Regions from separate parts of the Danio rerio genome. Here region 1 is linked to region 2. The links are chromatin contacts, called in public Micro-C maps. All regions are on one chromosome and are shown on one strand. The core of a region is the stretch at or near the end of the contact, and the rest is flanking DNA. Distances in the headings are between cores, read along the strand shown.

What was found. A called contact is a pair of places that touch in the nucleus more often than the background predicts.
Region 1: a Micro-C map of caudal fin shows a contact between it and region 2, with 8 times the contacts expected there. The contact joins the enhancer-like site here to the promoter of stim2b in region 2. A contact is called at or near these places in 2 of 18 Hi-C or Micro-C datasets (caudal fin and an unstated tissue).

What each region holds. Positions count from the first base shown.
Region 1 is chr7:65,413,896-65,418,550 of GRCz12tu, forward strand. All of the region lies in intron 1 of stim2b (stromal interaction molecule 2b), which reads left to right. Among named protein-coding and RNA genes, the nearest start is that of stim2b, 46 kb to the left of the region's middle. Within about 2 kb of position 1,481, at least 6 of the 62 cell types and tissues checked have an H3K27ac peak or open chromatin away from gene starts, as enhancers often do. A contact at or near this core is called in caudal fin, where this site is marked.
Region 2 is chr7:65,366,781-65,371,367 of GRCz12tu, forward strand. stim2b (stromal interaction molecule 2b) reads left to right here and starts at 3,020. Exons shown (of 12, transcript NM_001435951.1): 1 at 3,020-3,894. The coding sequence starts at 3,759.

The sequences.
Region 1 (4,655 bases), core at 231-2,730, 46 kb after region 2:
CTCATCTTCAAATCCCAATGTGTGTATGTGTGTGTGTGTGTGTGTGTGTATATATATTACATGATTATATATGATTAACAGGTGGTAATTTGTGTGTAACTTTTATGGTTTGGTTATGGATGAAGCAAACACCTTGTGGGTCAGGTAGTGAAAACGGTTGGCTACAATTAATTAATGTGTTGTGAAATGAATTTATATTTAACAACGACCTGCACCCCCCGCCTACAACGACGATGTCGTCCATCGCATTGTTTTCCATTAGACATCGTACGATGCCAAATTGGTCAACATCACCCAACCCTAGATTATTATATTTATAACTCTTTATGGGGCTATTCACATACCGTTTCTAAAACCACATGGAAAACGCAATGTGTGCCATTTCTTTTCCTGCATTGGACTAACGCACATATTTTTCACCATGTCTGGCCGCTTTTTTTTTTTTTTTTTCATAAGCCAGGGTTTATCTTTTTTTTTTTCTCCCTGAACAAAGTCAACAAAGGGTTTTCATCATCAATATGCATCGACAAAATTTGGTCACTTGTACCGATGAAAAACATTGGTGCTAGCAGTGAAAATCTTGGGGTGTGGACAGTGTAAAACATGTACTGTCGACTTTTAACTGTCTTTCCCTCATCCGGGTGAGTTACGGTGTGGAGAAGCCCCAAAGAAGCATACCACCCAAATTGCTGCATGCCCAGAGTGAAGCATGGGGGTGGATAAGTAATGGTTTGAGCTGCAATATCATGGCATTTTCTTGGCCGAGTACTTATGCTAGATTTGCGCAGCCCAGAAGTTGAATATCTCCAATGGCCTACACGATCACCAGATCTAAATATTATTCAAACACTTTGGGGTGTTTTGGAGGCCCACCCTGTATATGTTAATAATAAATAAATAAAACATCTTAGCATATATGCGTTGGTAAATGAATTATTTGTATACGTATGCATATGAATATTTGTATATATGTCAATATATATTAGGTAATACTACTTTACAAGATGGTTTCTTTTCATATTTTTGTGTTGTGTTGACTCCACAGTGAGTATTTGAATGTAGCTGGCACATTCAGATCAGATGAATGACATGTATTATGAAAGCCTGAAGTAGTGCTGTTCATGGGTGAGGAGATGAAGGGATATTTCAGATGAAAGGAATAGCAGCAGCCTCTCGTTTCAGGGACTTTCCCGCTTCTTCAGGGTCATAGAGAGAGAGAGAGATACACTCAGACATATTAGAGTTAGAAACTAGGTTGCTAAAAATGAACACTAGAATGTTGATAGTTAAATATTCGGTTTGTTTATTCATTTATTTTTTTACTTTTTTAGCACTACTACTATGTTTTAACATGTTCTATTAAATTTAATCATTACAAATTCTCTCATGAGAAACTCTCTCCTTTCATACAGAGGGAGGCTGTTGCTCTGCAGGTCTTAACTGTACAAAGAAGGCCCACAGACCAACCCTGAGTGCTTAGAAAGGGTGTGTTTTACGAGGAAAAGCTGTCACTTCTCTGTCATTAGAAACAAAAAGTTCTCTCACCAATAAAAGCAGTAGTGAAAATGAATGCCACATAGTTTATTTGTCTTTGTGCAGTTTGTGTTTAACACTTTGTGTACAGTAGGAACGTAACACAGATCAGTTTGCTCCTCAGAACACAGAGCACATTTCTTGTGTTTTTACTATGAGAATAGTAGCACTACCAGGCATGTGCACACATAGAGCTCAACCTGTGCAGTGCACATGCCCTTTTTAGTCTTGGATAGAAAGTGCCCTTCCAAAATGATCAAAAGTGTCCCCGCGACACACCCCCTCCCGCCCTTCGTTAGGCACGCGACAACACCAGTGATCAGAACGCGCGCGCCAAATAAATAAATAAATAAAAAATTATCCTGCACATGCCCTTTGGACAGTCTCTGCACGGGCCTGAGCACTACTGAAATATTAGATGATAATGTACAATATTTTTGTTTCTTCACTTCACAGCAAGTGGATACACTGTAAAAAAAAAAATCTGTTAATTAGCTGGTCTGGTATTTATTGTGAAAGGTATTACTGAATGTTGACCTCTGCTCTGTCGACTTTGGTGATTAAAGTTCAACTGTGAATTTTATCAAAGTGAATATTACTAAAGTTTTAGTGGTTTGGAACTATATATTATTAATTCATTCATTCTCTTTTTGGCTTAGCCCCTTTTTAATATGGGGTCCCCACTGTGGAATTACCCACCAACTTATCCAGCATATGTTTTACACAGCAGATGGCCTTCCAGCTGCAACCCATAACTGGGAGACATTCACACACACTATTACACTACGGTCAATTTTAGCCCAATTCACCTTTACCACATGTTTTTGGACTGTGGGGGAAACCGGAGCACCCGGAGGAAACCCACGTGAACATGAGAAGAAGATGCAAACTTCACACAGAAATGCCAGCTGGCCCAGTTGAGGCTCAAATCAGCGACCTTCTTGCTGTGAGGCGAACGTGCTACACGCTGCACCACCGCGTCACCACTATATATTGTATAATAAATAATATGTTGAAAATTAAGTCTGTAAAATAACAGAAAAAGTACTGCCAGTTTATTACCGGGTTTTTACAACACCAAATTAGCAAATATATCACATCAAACTAAAAAATAAAACATGTCAATGAAAGCCACTTTTTTTTTTCAAAATTTTCAACATCAAAAGTTGATGGAGGAAAGATCAAGGTCCATGGTGCAATTAAAAACATAAATAACAATAATAATGATAAAATGTATTATTATTATTATTTAATAGAATAATAGAATTTAAGTCACAACAATCAGAAATTAATAGTTTCTGGTTATTTTATGCAGTGTAGATAAATCGAAAGCTTGACATTTTGTTTTAATTTCAAATAAACAATGTTATTACCTCATTTAAAATTCAGGGTATATTGTGGTCTCCGCTAAATATTTAAAAATACTAAACAAGAAAGGCATCTTGGAAAAATGATGGGGAAATGTATTCTTGGAATGAATTGGTACTTTAATTTTCCAGTTTTGTATTTTACCGCTATCCTTCAAATACTTGGTATAATGGAGGACATTGTACAACAGACAAGAAATCAGTTTATTAAAAGAGAAGTCTTGCAGGCAATAGTCAAAAACAGGAGCAAACAGTAACAGAGATAATCAGGCAATAGGTCAGGCTTGGCAGCATAGAATCTAAACGGAAAACAAGACAAGGATCAAAACACAGCAAGACAAACTAGGAAACATGCTTTGTAATGTAAATAAAAATAAACAAGATTCAGCAATGTGTGTGTGAGAGGTGAACATAAAGTCCAGGTAATCAGTGTACGATGAGTTACCAGCTGTGTGTTGGTGTAATCAGGAGGAATCAGGAACTGGTGTACTGTGAGGTGCATGATAGAATTTATTTATTTTCCAACAGTAGTAATTCACAGAAAACAAACAATATGTGTATTAAGCGTGTCAAAGGTGCAAAGCACTCATTGCGGTACGGGATGTCTAATCACATTTTTGCAATGACCTAACTTGTAAATCACTCACGCTTGACACTTCATCCATGTCCGATGTAAACGCAGCATTAGGTTTCACCCATTTGTCAGATATTTTGTTTTATTATGTTATTATGTTTTATATCTTTTAATAAACTTTAGTTGAAATAAAAATGTTATTTAATTTTTATGCTATATCCACTTGTTAAGTGAGACTTCACAATTCAGATTCCGGGTCCAAGCACTCTATCAGAATGTAGGTGGAGACTCAACAATTGGTAATAATAAACTTTTACAAAGTGTTGTAAAACTTTTGAAAATCACACAACATATTTCCATGCCTAATATTAAATGGCCAGAAAGCTATACATTTTTTCATAAAATGTTAAAATATTTGTGTCTGTGATGCAGCAAGTCCAGAGACTGTAGCTTACACCATCATTTTATATTAATATTTACTTCAATATATGATATTGAAGTTCTTTATTTTATGTAAATAATAAATGTTATTAGAATTATTATTTCTCTTTTTGTTTTCATATAATTATAGTAAATAACACACACACACACACACACACACACACACACACACACACACACACACACATATATATATATATACATATATACTCACACACACACACATTTCTTCGAACAGTCTTGAAGGAGTTCCCAGGGATGCTTAGCATTTGTTGGCCTATTTGCCTTCCCTCTGTGGTCCAGCTCACCCTAAACCATCTCGATTGGTTCAAGTCCGGTGATTGTGGAGGCCAGGCCATCTGGCGCAGCACCTCATCACTCTCCTTGGTCAAATATCCCTCACACAGCCTGGAGGTCACCTTTTTTTTGCATCGCACTGTACCGTGTTTGGAACCAAAGATCTCAGATTTGGCCTCATCAGAGTGTAACGGAGGCCAGCTAGTAAATGCTGTGCAGGTAAACCTCACTCCTCTGACCTCTAAAGGTGCTCTAGCGACAGACGCTAAAGGCCATGTTCTTTAGCCTCCTTGGTAGAACAACCGACTCTCATGCGGAAGGTCGCCGACTCAATACCAGCTTGGAGCGGGCTGGGTGGTGTAGGACCAGCGGGGAGACAAGAGCAAAGCACAGATTTCCACTGGTCTAATGTCCATTCTTTGTGTTCTTTAGCTCAAACAAGT
Region 2 (4,587 bases), core at 1,770-4,269:
GTGTTGAAGCAGGGTTGGAACTAAACTAGTGTGGCCCTCCAGGAACTAAGTTTTACATCCCTGAGCTAAAGTATTCATAATGTATTATCATGGTAGTTTGAAGCAGAGTAAAGCCCATCACACAACCTAAAGCTGTGGTCACACTGGGCCTTTCCTCCCATAGACTTCCGTTCATACGCACGTGAATGCGTCAGACTGGAAATTCAGGGTCATGCATTAAGTTTCGCAGTTTCGCAGCTTGGTGAACTCTGACCTGCGAAATCGCATTACTTGACTGCATGAGACCAACTGAGGATCAAAACATGACCTCTCTGGACAGAAATTTAAAACATGGAGCAATCGCTTGCTTGTTTAATGCCTAATAATCTTGTTTATTCCCACCCCTTTTCACAGTGCTGCACGACAGAATTTCGCATTATCAAATTCTAGTGTGACCGCAGCTTCAGTGTGCGCTTGAATTGGAATGAGAGCACTAAAGCAATTGCTAACGAGAGACAGGGTGTGAAGTGGCACGAAAGGAGTAGAGCTTTCATTATGGCCACAGTCAACTGCTTCTGGCTCTACCAGTTATGATCACACACTCTCAGAAACCAAGGTACAAGAGCCTGAAGTGTCTTTTCAAAGGTACACATCAGTACCCAAATGCACCTAAATGTACCTTTGAAGTACCAATATGGACTTCCTCAGGTACAAATGCATACCTTTTCAAAAGGTACTGCCGCAGTGACAGTTCTTGTACTTTTAATTCTGAGAGTGCATGGGGAAGAAGCAGTGAAACAGCATGCTAAATACATGTTCAAGTTGTGTTATTATACAGCTCTGTGCAGTCTAATAAAATGTACAACAGTATCTTGGGCGCATCTCCGTTTGCTTTAAAAAACAAACTGGAAATCAATGGTATAATAAGCATGATACAGGACTAGTTACAATTGCTAATTTCTCTTTGGGCATTCTGTGAAACATTTGGAAAATGATTAGTTGGTTATTACATTTGGCTACATAAGTCTGCAGAATATATAACTCTGTTCAGGCCTGGATTGGCTAATCGGGAGCACCGGGAGAATTCCCGGTGAGCCGGTCCGTTTTTTGGCCATGGGGGTTGGTGTCCCTAGCTGCTTGCACTCTCAGCAGTTGCACTTTTTTATTTATTTATTTATTTGACCATAGCCACACTATTTTTAATCATTATTTTGCCGCAGCCCTGCTCTTTTTATTTATTTATTTATCATTCCACCCTAAACAGCGGCACCTTAGTGAATATTAATTAATATTAATGAATATTACACCTGCTCAATGAAAATCAGATGATTCACTACATTAATAATCTGACATAACTTGATCATAAATCTAAAAAGGGGAGAAAAAGAGTAGACATCAATAGCAGCAGATAACAGTGCAATACTTATTTTTTTATCCTGAACACATCATCTTAACAATGATATCTTGGTCTAGTGGTTAGCATGTTGCGTTACAAAGCCGCCGATCTGAGTTCGACCCTCACCAGGATAATTTTTTTTTTTTTTTCATTTTTAGTGTTAAGACATATAATACTGTTTGGGTTACTTATGTAGGGGTACATATTTTTGTGTGTGTGTGTGACGACCGTTACAAAGGACTGGAAATCTATAAAGAATTAATGTTCTCATATTTATGAAAAAATGTTTGAAGCAGCTGTGTCCTTGAAAAAGACGTGTTAGTGTCATTAGAAACTGAATTGGAAATAACGTTATTTTAATATTGTCAGTCGTTGTTGACTGAGGTGGGCTGGTCTAAGGCTTGAAACTCCAGAGCTAAAAGGGAGTCCCACTCCGGCTCTGACTCTGTTTATTGTTTATTTATTTTTTAAATATATTTTAATGATTTAATATCCAATTTAAAGGGATAGTTCACTCAAAAATATTGAAGGCATTTACTCACCCTTTACCCTACTTGTTCCATACAAGTTAGATTTGTTAACACAAAAGAAGATACATTGAAGAATTGCAAATTGATTTTTGGATTTTAATTTTGTGGTGAACTATCCCTAATATATTTAAAGTAGGTCATGGGTGTCATCAGGCCACTTTTAGGGGGGCTTTAACCCCCCTTATTACTACTCACCCCACTAAAACTTTCGCGATTAGCTCATGTTGATTTTTTGAAGCTAAAACTAAATTATCGCCTCAATCCCCTTTAAATTTTTTTACGAAAACATTGACAACTCAAATGGCTATGCCTGTCTATGCAACCGTGGAATACTGCTAGATTAGTATACAACCCTACCATATTAGTCAATACACAAATAAGTGTATACAATGCAATATAAGTGTATTAATATTTAAGTATGTGTACACACACACAAACACACACACACACACACACACTTTTTTGAAAATCCTAAATTTGCTCTTGGAATAGGCCTATACTGTATCTCATGCCATATTATATAAAGAAAAATGTGATTTAAAGAAATGTATAATTACAATAAACTTGCAACTGGTAAACCACGTCCACATTTGTCGGGAAAACTCCCTGTAATGCTTCACCTGTAAAATATTCCAGGTGAAGATCATCCCAGAACCCAAAGAGAGCGGCTATTATTTCCTGCCTGCTCCAGACCGCGGTCTGTCTTTTCAAAGCTCACGTCTTTCTCCCGCCCTCAGCCAATAGGATTCTGCCATGTTGGGACCGTTCAGCCAATCACAGGCCACGGCGAGGAGGAAAACTTGGAAGATTTCCTGACTGTAAATTAGTGCGTGTCCGCGATGGGAGAAATAAAAGTGGGAAGTGATGAACAATAGCGCGGGCTGTATCCGGGTGGCGCCAGCATTCCCGAGGAACTTTAGTGCTTTTCTTTGTGCATACCGATAGTGAAGGCAAGCACACACCGCTCATTGTTGCCGCACAGCCCCATTCACTCCAAGCACCGGCTACTGCCTTTTGAGTCATATGAGAGTTTAAGGCGAGAACGCCGGAATCAAACAGCCGGCGGCGTCCTGTTGTCAAATGATTTGCATACGGACTTCCGCCCCCTGAATTTAGTTTCTGCATCAACTAGCAAAACACTGGGGCAGACCTGAGCCCTCGTGTCAGGCGCAGATATGCGGACTTGACATTTCAACTCGCTTGATATTTGGACATGAACGGCACACGCGTGTATTTCGGACGGTCCCGCTGGATTCGGATTAAACGGCACATTGGGATCTGACACTTTCGCTCTCAGAGGCGTTTACTATGCTGGATATTCGCCGGCTCCTGTGGATGTAACAGACTTCCAGTGTAGAATTGGGATATTGGCTCGATCTGTAGCAGGAAAATGCGTGTTTTCATCTCCCGTGGGTGTTGATTTAAGACAGGGGATTCCTTGTCGTGTCTGTTTGGATCCTAAAGTGGGATACAGGCAGATCATCCAAGCCAGTTCGGTGTCTGATGTCTGAATGCTCTGATGTCTATTTCAATGTGTCATATTAGAAGAGTTGACCATCTCTTTTGGATGGAGTTTTACCTCGCGATCTTCTTTTGACGTCTTGGACAGTCTGGATGCATTTTTAGCTCGTTTTTTTAGGTTGGATTACTTCTTTTTTGGGGCTACTTTACCTTTTGTTTTAGTAACACAGGTTGGATATCGGTTTGTGTTGTTTTCATTTCGCTGCTTTCTGTGTAACTACTGTTGAAATCACACTTGTGATTGTTTGACAATCCGCAGGGTGAAAACACTGTGTGGTCTCTGTTTGTTTATTTATTGATTCATTGTTGGTTGAAAGCTTTTTTTGCACACAATGACTTTCTTGTCGGCGGCAGCGGTTCTGTTGCTGCGTGGTCTCGTCATCTCTGCGGTATTGGGTTTGGAGAGTTCACTCACGAGTCATCTGGCGAACCGAGTCACTCCTGACCCAGCAGCTGTTGCTCCCACAGGTAAGACCCACTCAATCATAACAAATCGATCAACGCATCGTCTTCTTTAGAGGCTGCATGTTTTAGCAAGGGCTATGCCTTCAGAAAACGCGTAGATGCTCGGTTGATGAGGGAAATGTTGTCACGTCACGGTACCGTAGGTTCTGGTGTTATGGATCTGATAGACTCGCATCACTTATGTGGAAGATTCTAGAGAATGCAATTCGATCCTCCGCCTGTGTGTCTGCCTGTGAAAGTGATGAAGGTCAGGACATCCTCATGGAATTCCTGCTGTTCCACCAATAAACGCTTGGCAGGAGAGAGCAGGAGGAAACCCCTCCACACAGCACTGTCATCAGGCAGGACCTCCATCCAGAGAAACCTCCAGATGGGCTTTTCCATGGCCACTGGATGATAGGATGCTGTTTAAATGGCTTTCAATGAAATTTATTTTAAACAATATTTACAAAATAATTAAAACAGTATATATGGTTATAACATATTTATTAACCAGCCTGCCTCTTGTAATCATGTTGTTGTTGTTGTTATTATTATTACTTAAGACTAGCACGTATAAGTCTTTTTTTTTTTTTTTTTGGTAATAAATAATTATATATTGAATTAGATACTTTTTAATAATGACTAGTTGGTATTCAGTCAGGCACCCATTCTGCTAAACTGAAAAAAAAATTGTAACCCACAGATGTTTTACTG